Linked DNA regions of Mus musculus: region 2 is linked to region 1. A link is a contact called in public HiChIP or PLAC-seq data. All regions are on one chromosome and are shown on one strand. The core of a region is the stretch at or near the end of the contact, and the rest is flanking DNA. Distances in the headings are between cores, read along the strand shown.

Region 1 (5,316 bases), core at 1,857-4,356:
ATAATAATAACAACAACTTCATGAAATTCGCATGAAAATGGATGCAACTAGGGGGAAAAAAAGTCCCAAGTGAGGTAATTCAGACCCAGAAAAATACATATGGTGTGTACTCACTTATAAGTGGATATTAGCTGTTAAGTAAATAATTATCAGGCTACAATCCACAGACTTAGAGAGGTTAGGTTAAGTGGAGGTCTCTAGGGAAATGAATGGATCCCTAGAAAGGGGAAACAGAATAGATTTCATGGGTGGGATGGGGGCAGGTGGTGATGGAAGTAGGAGGAATCACATTGGGGAAGATGGGATAAAAGAGAAGAGTACAAGCAGAGATGGCTGGGATTGAGGGAAGTTTAAGGATAGTGTGCAAACCTAGTACAGTGGAAACTTCCTGAATCTATGAAGGTGACCCCAGTGAAGACTCCTAGTAACAGCGGATATGGACTCTGAACTGGTCATCTCTTGTAGCCAGGCAAGGACTGGACTGGGTGTTCTCGGTTGAATTATAAGTTGAGGGGCTCCTGAGGAAATCCACAAATCACTGAGACTGACACTAGGACGGAGGGATGATGCTCTCTGAAAGCTGACAGTGGGGCCCCATCCACACAGCTCATTGACAGTAAGGGTTCAAGCTTTCACCCCTACAGTCCAATCTCTTTGGCATTTACTAAAAGAGAAGCCAGGACACCAACCCAGCCACAAAACTTCCAACCTACAATGTTCTCCTTCCTGCAAGATGGGCTGGGCCAATAGTAGCACAGAATGTGGGGGGATTGGCCAACCAGTATCTGGTTTAACTTGAGGCCCACTCCACAAAAGGGAACCCATGCCTAACATTGCCAGGAATAGTCAGGAACCAGAAAGTGGATATTCTAAATACCTAGAGTAGAATCAAACACAACTGAGGAAAAAAAAAAATCAATGAATGATTCCTAATGATGGCTCCTATACTCGTAGATTGTGCCTTGCCCAGATGTCATCAGAGAGGCTTCCTCCCGCAGCAGATGAGAGCAGGTGCAGAGATCTACAGCCAGACATCATGCAGAGAGTGTCTAAACTGGAGGTCACTCCCCTCGTAGCTTGGGAAACCCTACAGAAGGAGAGGAAAGATTCTAAGAGTCAGCGGAGATAGAGGAAACCAGGAGAACATGACCAAGTGAATGAACTAATCAGGGTTCACAGGGACTCATAGACACTGAAGCAGCAATTACAGGGCCTGCATGGGTCTGCACCAGGTCTCCTGTGTATGTTATAGCTATTAGCTTGGTGGTTTTTGTAGGACTTCTAACAATAGGAGCAGGTGTGTCTCTGACTCTTTTGTCAGTTCTTGGGACTCTTTTCCTCCTATTTGGTTGACTTGTCCAACTTCAAGGCTTTTTCCCTGTCTTATAGAATCTTGTTTTGTCCTGTTTGGTTGTTATTTCTTGAAGGCCTGCTCCTTTCTGAAGGGGAATGGAGGGGAGTAGATCTGGGGCAAAGGGGAAATGTGGGGGGAACTGAAAGGGGAAACAGTGGTAGAGATGTATTGTATGGGAGAAGAATCTAATTTCAATTTATAAAAATCTCCCAATTCAATAAGAAAAAAATGCAAAGAGAAAGAGGAAGAAGAGAGAGAGGATGAAGAGGAGGAGGAGGAGGAAAGGATCTAGATTGCTTACATCATTTCACAGAAACAACACAGTGCAGACACCAGAAGGAGAATTTGCAAGCCATCTTTGGTGATAAGAAAGAAGTTAAAATCAGAAACAAAGTCATAATCATATTTCTAATTTCAACACTCAGGATGGTGAGGCAGGAACACTATAAATTTCTTGTCAGCCTGGCTATACTAGACTCTGCTTCAAAATATATAAATTAATAAAAAATAAATTCTAGCAAAATCAAATATTCTCTGATGAAATCATGGCCATCAGAGGAATTCAGAAATAGTGCAAAAGTAGGAAAATGTATCATAAATAACTACAGTAGCAGATGTAAAAGGAAAATCCTATGACCAGTTTGATAAATATATCTTCTCCCTCAAAGTTATCATAAATGCCCTTGGATTTAGCTACCTTGCATGCCAACAGCTCCAAAGCTGTGTGTCTTGCCTCAAGTTAATGGCAAATTCTTTCTATCACCTGTTGAAACTTCATCTTCTCTTGGCAGCCCTGCATTTAACCAAAGGCCCCAGGCCTTGAGTCCTCATGCCTGTATCTTGGTTTCTTGTCCCCCAGCAGTCAGCTGTGTAAGAGTTAGGGCCCTGACTATCCTCTGGTTTGCATATGAGCATTGAAGCAGTTTCTCAAATCTGCCTTAACTAGCAACATACTTGCTTTAACATGAGTGACAGTATCCTGCAGGGAAAAAAATCAAGAGTCTATCTAAATCAACACAGCAGAGGGACAGAGCAAGAACCCAGCACCATGTTAATACTGTTGATTTTTAAGAGATATACGGGTAGTCCCTGCTCTGGGAAGGCAGAGTCAGGCAAGTCCTTGGAAGACACTGTTCTGCCAGTATATCCTACTTTGAGAATTCCATACCTGTTAGAGACCCTCTAAAAAGAAAGAAAGAAAGAAAGAAAGAGAGAGAGAGAGAGAGAGAGAGAGAGAGAGAGAGAGAGAGAGAGAGAGAGACGGAGAGATGGGTTAGTCAGCCAAGTGTGTGCCCTGCAAGCACAAGGACCGGAGTTTGAATCCACAGAACCTACGGAAATAACAGGGCCTGGTGGCATGTACTCGTAGTCCCAGTGCTGGGAAGGTAAAGACAGGGCCCTGATGAACAGTTTATCTAGCCAATCGGTGAGTTCCAGGCCCAGTGAGAGAAGACATCAAAAACCATGTGGCAAACGATTGAGGAAGCTATCGTCATCAGCATCTGGCCTCCACATGTGCACACACACGTTTCCACACAGATGTGAATTCCTGAACACACACACACACAGAAGGTGGATGTTACCACACCCCATATTGTCCTTTGGTCTCTACACACAGGCACACGCGTTCACACCTGCACACACCAGGTCAGCCTGAAACATGCTTTGAAGTAAACCAGAGCTCCCAGCTGCAAAGACTGAGTGTCTGTGACAAGGACAGAGTCCACTCAGTCTAAATGCTGTCTTAGCAACATTACTCTAATTTCCCCTCCTATTGTACTTGTACCTAAGGGGTCATAAGGGACGCCCCACCACAAGAGTGAGGAGAGAGATCTTCCCACACTCTGAAACCTGCACAGTGAGAAGGGACTTTCCTCTTCTGTGACAGATGGGAATCCCCTGCCACCATGGCATCTAGAAAATTAAGCATATCCTTCCATGGAGAGGAAACTGATCTTGCCTCCCACCTCTTCTAAACTCTCAGAGTAGCTATTGATTTGTGGGAGGGAGATGTCCAGGAACAGATTGTGTAAGTATTGGTCAGAGGTAATCCTTTGTGCTGTTCCTCAGGAGCCATAAATCGTGTGTGGTTTTTATGTATGATTATTATATTGCATGTGTAAGGGAGGGCACATGTGTACTGTGGAAAATTGGAAGACGAGACAGAACAGGCACTCTCTTCCCATCTTTACACAGGTTCCAAGGTTCTAAGTCAGGTGACCAGGCTTGCACCAAGAGTTTGTAACACCCATGAGTCCCACCACTGCCCCATCTGGATTTTTTTGAGACAGTGTCTCTGGTTGGCACCCGGGGCTTGACAATTCAGCTAGGCTGGCTGGGCATCAGGCTCTAGGGATCCTGTCTCCATTTCTGGAATATTGGAATCACAAGGATCCCTCCATGTAGGGCTTTTTTAGGTGGGTGCTGAGAGATGAGCTCAGGTCCACGTTGATCGTGACCACACCCACATGAGTGCCTGAACCACTTTTCCAATTCACAACTTACCTTTGAGCTCATGTCATAACAATATAGAATAGCACTGTGAACTTTTCCCTTCTACCGCTACCAAGATCAAAGAACCTAGGACCCACCTTCTTCAATAATCTGCTACCATCAAACCCCGGGTCAGCAGGGAAATGCCCTGGAGAACATACCGAACCTGGGTTCTGTTCCCTGGCTTTCTTGGGTTTCTGGGATCGGGTTTCATCAGGCAAAAGGTGAAGGTGCGGAGGAGGTAGAACTCTTTTGGGCGACCGCCAGGGAAAGCTGCCTACTCAAAACTCAACAGAGGCCAAAGTGCACATAGGGCGTTGCTTGAAGATCCCCAGAAAGGTTCTGCTTGTCCCAGCATGGAGGAACTGGCTCTGCAGCCACTGCGATCTGATGGCTCCTGACTCATCGCTAAGCCCATTTATTTCACCGTTTATATTCATTAGATTAAAATGATTTAATTAGCCAGTGAAGTGTGGGCTTGTTTGGGGTGCAGCATCACCCCTTCATGTTTACTATGTCCATGCATTTAAAGTTTACGTTGAGAGAAGGATATTTTATTTCCATTGCATCCTTCTAGAACCAATTAAATACTGTTTTCTCTTGCTGTCCACCTTGTGATCTCACTGCATAGGGGCTGCATAATGGGAAAGAATCCACTTCAGGAAATCTATATGTTGTGGAAAGCTGCGGTGAGTGTAACAGTTTTTGCAGCATAGAGTTTCACTTTCAGCGTTAGAATAAAAAAACAAAAACAAAAAACAAAAAACAGGCTTGGTGATGTGCACACAAAGTCATTGCATACTCGAGGCAGGATCTGCCACTTAACAGTTTGTGCCCTTGCAGACACATAGTCCAGCTGTTTTCTCGTCCATGTTCATCTAGAATAGGCAAGAAGGTGAACAGAAAACACTGGAGGCTGGTAGAGCCCTGGCTGGCTCCAGCAAGGTACTGAGTTATTGTCCAAGCACTTAAAAACAAACAAAAAACAGCTTAAGAAGAAGAAAAGCAAAAGTTATTCCAGTGTCCTGCAAACAAAGGGAACATTAAAAAAAAAAATACTAAGTAAATAAGCTTAGGGGCAGTTGGGCTGGGGGCATCACTCAGTTGGTAGAGTGTGCCCCGAACTTTTACAAAGCCCTGGGTTTTATCCTAGCACTTCATAAACCAGATGTGGTAACTCACTCCTATGATCCCAGCACTTGAGAGATGAAGCCAATAGAATCAGATCAGAAGTTTAAGGTCATCTTCCACTATTTATCAAGGGCCCGGCTAGTCTAGATTACCTAAAACCTAAGACCCCCATCTCAAAAAAATAAAGTTTATTGATTTGATCTTTTAAGATTTATGACCCAAGTTTTGCAAATGTCCTCAACATTAATAGCTAATACTTCTCAGCAAAAGTGAGTCCCCTTGTGCTCAGAAACCCCCTCCATGCCTTCCAGGTCAATGAAACTTTCATTCAATCCTCC
Region 2 (5,316 bases), core at 1,739-4,238, 200 kb after region 1:
GATTTTGATTGGAGTTTAAATGCTTCCTATCTTTTATATATATCATTGTTTTTCAAATCTGAAAATATTTTCTGGTATAATCTTATTGAATAGGTTTCCCATGCCCATAGTTTGAGTTTCAGCTTCTGGTCAGTTGATGTCAGGTCTCTGGATTGTATCATGACTGTCTTGTCATACTCGCTCACCTGTTTCCCTTTTTGAGTATTGGATATGGAATTTTCTCTCTAATATTTCTCTGTTATTGATACTCCTCTTTGTGAATCTATTAATAGTGTTTTTCCTGTTTCTAATTTTTTTTTTTTTTTTTTTGTGGAGAATTTCCATGTTGCTGATTCTCCCTCATTTTGGAAACCTCTGCGTGTTGTGTTTCACTGCTCTCTCTAGGTCCACTTGAGGTTAATTTATCATTTTTACTAGAAATTTTTGGGAGCTTGATACAGCCTTTTTCCTGTCTGCATATCTGAGTTGAGTTGTTTTGGAGGATTCAGATTGCCTTGCTTTTCATGTTTCTGCATTGAGACTTGTGCATCTGTTTTCAGTATGTCCTCAGTTTTATTTGAGGCTGTGTTAGCCTACCAATAGAGGACTGGCTGTGTCTGACTCAAAGGCAGCCTGCCTACCTTGCACACACAGGTCTGTCAGTACAATCCTGGGCCGGGGTTGAGGGGAATAAAGATAGTGCCAATGCCCATGACTTTTGAGGCTTAAAATGAGCTGCTTTATATGTTTGTGAGGTGGAAATTAGAGTTTCATGGAAAAATATTTGCCCGGATGCCATGCACTCATATTCTTTTCTTTTCTTTTTTCTTTCCTTGTTTTTTTTAAGACGGGGGTGACTTGGCTGGGTATACCGCTTCTTGCTGGTAACCCTAGAATTTAAGAAACAGAAGCAGGAGGATTATGAGCTGTAGGCCAGCCTGAGCTGCACAACAAGACTTCCTCTATCTCCATGTATGACCCATTCATTGTATTTATTTCATGATGTGTACCAAGTGGATGAGTTATGCAGCTTAAAAAGCAGAGTGAGTCTTGGACTACTGGGAAGACAGAACTAGCCAGAGGCTAGAGAATGTTAGGTTCTAGATTAACAGATGTAATGGATGTAATATTTTTTCCTGTAGAAATATACAGATAAACCTGTCATGCAGGGGGAGAAGGGTGTTCTTGTATTAGAAATATAATAAGGAAGTCCAGGTGGGAATCAGAGTTGTGGTATTTCTTGAGTTGCCTCCAGCTCTCAGGTCCAAGGGTAGCTAAGGGAAAATGGAGTGCCAACAGCTGGGGCTGTGTGCAGCCATAGCTGACGAATTCCCTTCGTAGTTTCATGGCTACTTGTCAGGTGTTCTAGATCACAGTCTTCTTAGGGCCTTGGATTCTTTGTGTTCTCCTCAGCAACAGTAGCGTAGGTGCTCAGGCCTACAACTTTGCCATTACAGTTTGGTTCGTAGTCTGCTCTTAGCATGGTCTGTGCTTTCTGCTGTGCTATGACTTCCACTGGTATCTAGCACATTTGGTTCTTTAGATTTTCAGTTTGTTGTTGGTGGTGGTGACAGGCAACAGAGTCAAATTAATTGAAGAAAAAGAGGAAGGACATAGTAGTAGTTCGTTTAATTACAGAAAACTTAAGGAAGAGAAACCAGATTGTAGGTCAGCGGCCGTCTGAGTCCTGAGTGGTGGATTGTCTTCAGTTATTTACCTTGAAACTTTGTTTTGTGTCAGCAGAGTAAGAGACAGTATTGTCTAATTCCAAGACTGCAGTAGAAGCAGTATGTACCTGCTTCACTGTAAAGTCAGAGGTCTGGACACCACAGATCTTCAGTACTAAATTACTGCTTAAAATTCACACTCCAGAGAGCAGTCTCTTCACACTCATTATCTTGTGGGGCATGCGTGCAGAGCTCGAATGGGGTATGGGTATTATACTGGCTAGTTTTGTGTCAACTTGACACAGCTGGAGTTATCACAGAGAAAGGAGCTTCAGTGGAGGAAATGCCTTCATGAGATCCAACTGTAAGGCATTTTCTCAATTAGTGATCAAGGGGGAAAGGCCCCTTGTGGGTGGGACCATCTCTGGGCTGGTAGTCTTGGGTTCTATAAGAGAGCAGGCTGAGCAAGCCAGGGGAAGCAAGCCAGTAAAGAACATCCCTCCATGTTCTGCATCAGCTCCATGGCCTCTGCATCAGCTCCTGCTTTCTTACCTGAGTTCCAGTCCTGACTTCCTTGGTGATGAACAACAATGTGGAAGTGTAAGCTGAATAAACTCTTTCCTCCCCAAGTGCTTCTTGGTCATGATATTTGTGCAGGAATAGAAACCCCGACTAAGACAGGTGTGTCTGCTGAACTCACATAGTGTTCAGAATGTAAACAGAACATTGGGAACTGTGTGAAAAGAAACTAGAGTCAGGATGTTTATCCTGACCCAGTGTAAGAGTGGAAGCAGACAAAAGAGCCCTTACACAGTGAGTTTGGATTCTGTATTTTAAATTATGAAGTCATGTGATCCTGTTTCTTCCATAGGACATGATTGGAGAGGCAGCAAGACCTGAAGGAATGATGGTCCTAGTTGAAATCCTTACACGTGTCTATGGCCCACTTTCCTTTCTGGCTGGTTTAATTTTCTGCATTTGTTCTTGTGTGCCACTCCTGTGACATCTGGTTTTTCATCTTGGAGCTTTGTTGTGGTCCTGTGCTTAGGAGCTTGTACTCCTGGTTTTTCCTTGCTTGGATTCTTGTCATTTGTCCCTCAGCTCATACGCTTCCTTGTCTTTTCTGCTTATTTAGGATCTATTCCCAGTGGCTCTTGGTTTTACTAAGAAGCATCACATTATGTTTTATTTATTACTTTAAGTTGCAATTAGGTACTTTCAAGTTTATTTTGTTTTTTTAAAAAAAATTTTATTATTAAAGGTTGTAGGCAGGCAGAGTAGCTGCTGAAAACATGTGACAGCTTAAATGACAGCCCTTCCCCCAGAGGGGTTGAAGTCCTCAGCCCTGGCTGCCTCCCTTTAAGCAGCTGTCGCTGTCCTCAACCACTGCTGTGTTCACAGGTACCTTCAGTAGCAGAGAGCTCCCAGTGCAGTCCAGTGGGGGCCTTTCATGCCTTGTGCCCGTGGAGCTATGCAACCAAACCCAGTGGCATAGAGCTTCCCTACCACACCCCTGCACACATCCTGCAGGTTTTGTGTGTGTGTGTGTGTGTGTGTGTGTGTGTGTGTCTCTCACCAAAATCTCTCTGCTCATAGTAAACAACCACTGTTTTACGAATCAGCCAGCGCCTAGGGATCTCCACTGTTTTGGGGTTATCAGTGTCGTCCTTGTGGAGTTCACCCCTTAAGTATATGTATATATTGTTTAAGTTATTTACTCTTCTTCTAGACTGTGCATGGTAGTAGACAAAGAATTGTGCCTGTATTGGAAGATGCCAGGAATAATCCGAATATCTTAAAATTTGATGGAAGCTACTCAGAGCAGAAAGTATGTGTATCATTTTGGGATGGTGGTTTTTAGTTGTGTTCCCTCACTGTCTGACACGCCATGCTGTCATGTGCAGTAGTGAGGAGGGGCTGGAGGATCTTTGTTTGATTCTCCCTTTCTGGGCTTTGTGTTTAGGCAAATGTAGCTTCACTTAATGTGTGTTGCTGCTTGTCTTGTAGGAAGAGTTAGAAACGCAAAATATTCTCCAAACTGGCTTCCATAAAAAGGATGTGTTTCGTGTCTTGTAGTCCTAGTACATAGGAGACTGAATTAGAGGTTAAAACCAGCCTAGGCGGCATCGTTAAGAGTCCACTAATTCCCCATCAAGAAAACAAGCAAAATATCACCAAAGAAATTCCAGTATTTTAGTATTTATTATCAGGTTGGGTCCTAATTAAAAATAGCAGCGTTTTGAATGTTCCCTTCCTATACTAAACAAGTGAACTCTATGTACTTGTGTTTTTGCCCTCCCCCAACCCCAAGACACCAGGGGTAGAGTACTCTCTCTGTTTTACATAAATGCAGTGTGAGGCAGGAAGTGCTGTGTGTGAAGTACTATGTTTAAGACCATGGTTAGTAATTACTGGCCAAGGCAGATTTGGCTGCAGATAGAAGTTATTCTTATTGTGCTCCTGTACCATTTAGGGGAGAGGATGTCAAGAATCTTACAGTGAGTAGCTAGCTCCTTTGACCTTTCAGCACAGATGAAAACAGTTTCTCTTTACAGTTGCTACACATCCATTCTCAGCTACATTGTATAGTCATGCCTTAAGTCCTTTTTTATGGGATGCCCATGTCAAGTGTTCCCTCTTGGACTGAAATGTTCTGAGCATGCTCTCTGAAGCCTTCAGGTGGTGTCTAGAAACCAGGCTCTGACCATCTCTTTATGAGTCTCTGCTTTTCATTCCTTGTCAGTCACTAGTTTTCAGCTTAGTTATTTAGAACATTTGAGTATTATGGTTCAAATAAAAGTATAAATGGTATGTGCAGTAAGGGGGCTTTGACACCAGTTTCCAGGGACTTGGGTCTTCTTTCTGCAGCAAGTGGTGGTGTTCTTAAGAGTCCCTCCAGAGGCAATAGTGTTATATACAAAAGTGTTAAAACACTCTTTCAGTCTTTTTTTTTTTTTTTTTTTCTCAATTAAAATTTTACTGTAAGGAACTTGAGAAATAAATCAAAAACATTATTGCTGAGAGGTTAGGCAGACACAATGTCTGTATACCCCGGTGAGCTTCTGTAAAGTTAGAACAGGTATTTTGAAATGTGGAACTTCATATTATAGTTTAGATTTTCACTGTTAGGGATATTTTTAGGCACTTGTCCACCACAGAAATTAAAAAAAAAAAGTGTTACAGGATTAAAGCCAGAAAGCAACTTTAAATCCTTTCCCATGACTTGTATCCTTTATTTAAAAAAAAAAAGGCTTTATTATTATATGGTTTTGTCCATCAGCCTTCCACTTGTTTTAGCTTAACAATATGTTAGGATCTGGCCCATAAGTTCAACTGAAAACTGTTTTTTTTTTTGTTTTTATTTTTCCAACTAGATACTGTGATGTTGCCAGCTCCATACCGTACAACAGGTTGTTTCATTTCTTCTGATAAGTGTTGCCATGGATAACATTGGAAACAAGTTACTTTAAAATGTGAGCACATTTTTCGAGGATAAATTCAGTGAAACTTTAATCAAAATGAAAATCTATGTGCTTTTGAATTTGACTGCCAGGGGCTTTCTCTCTGGAGGTTTCGTGACTGGCACTCCACATGCAAGTGGAATCCATGTGACCCCAACAGTTACCAAACTTGAAGGTGAAGCTAGGAGCATGGTACACAAAGAAGGGAG

What was found. HiChIP or PLAC-seq counts read pairs in DNA pulled down with a chosen protein or histone mark.
Region 2: an H3K27ac HiChIP or PLAC-seq map of regulatory T cells shows a contact between it and region 1, with 4 times the contacts expected there. The contact joins two enhancer-like sites. A contact is called at or near these places in 1 of 15 datasets of contacts at CTCF or cohesin (the NIH/3T3 cell line), 5 of 115 datasets of contacts at active chromatin or transcription factors (embryonic stem cells, microglia and regulatory T cells) and 4 of 9 other capture datasets (adipose tissue, embryonic stem cells, liver and 1 more).

Annotation. Positions count from the first base shown.
Region 1 is chr3:21,914,560-21,919,875 of GRCm38.p6, forward strand. The region is part of intron 3 of Gm31813 (a long non-coding RNA gene); the gene reads right to left. Among named protein-coding and RNA genes, the nearest start is that of Gm31813, 47 kb to the right of the region's middle. Within about 2 kb of position 3,107, at least 34 of the 459 cell types and tissues checked have an H3K27ac peak or open chromatin away from gene starts, as enhancers often do. A contact at or near this core is called in regulatory T cells, where this site is marked.
Region 2 is chr3:22,112,368-22,117,683 of GRCm38.p6, forward strand. All of the region lies in intron 1 of Tbl1xr1 (transducin (beta)-like 1X-linked receptor 1), which reads left to right. Among named protein-coding and RNA genes, the nearest start is that of Tbl1xr1, 38 kb to the left of the region's middle. Within about 2 kb of position 2,989, at least 56 of the 459 cell types and tissues checked have an H3K27ac peak or open chromatin away from gene starts, as enhancers often do. A contact at or near this core is called in regulatory T cells, where this site is marked.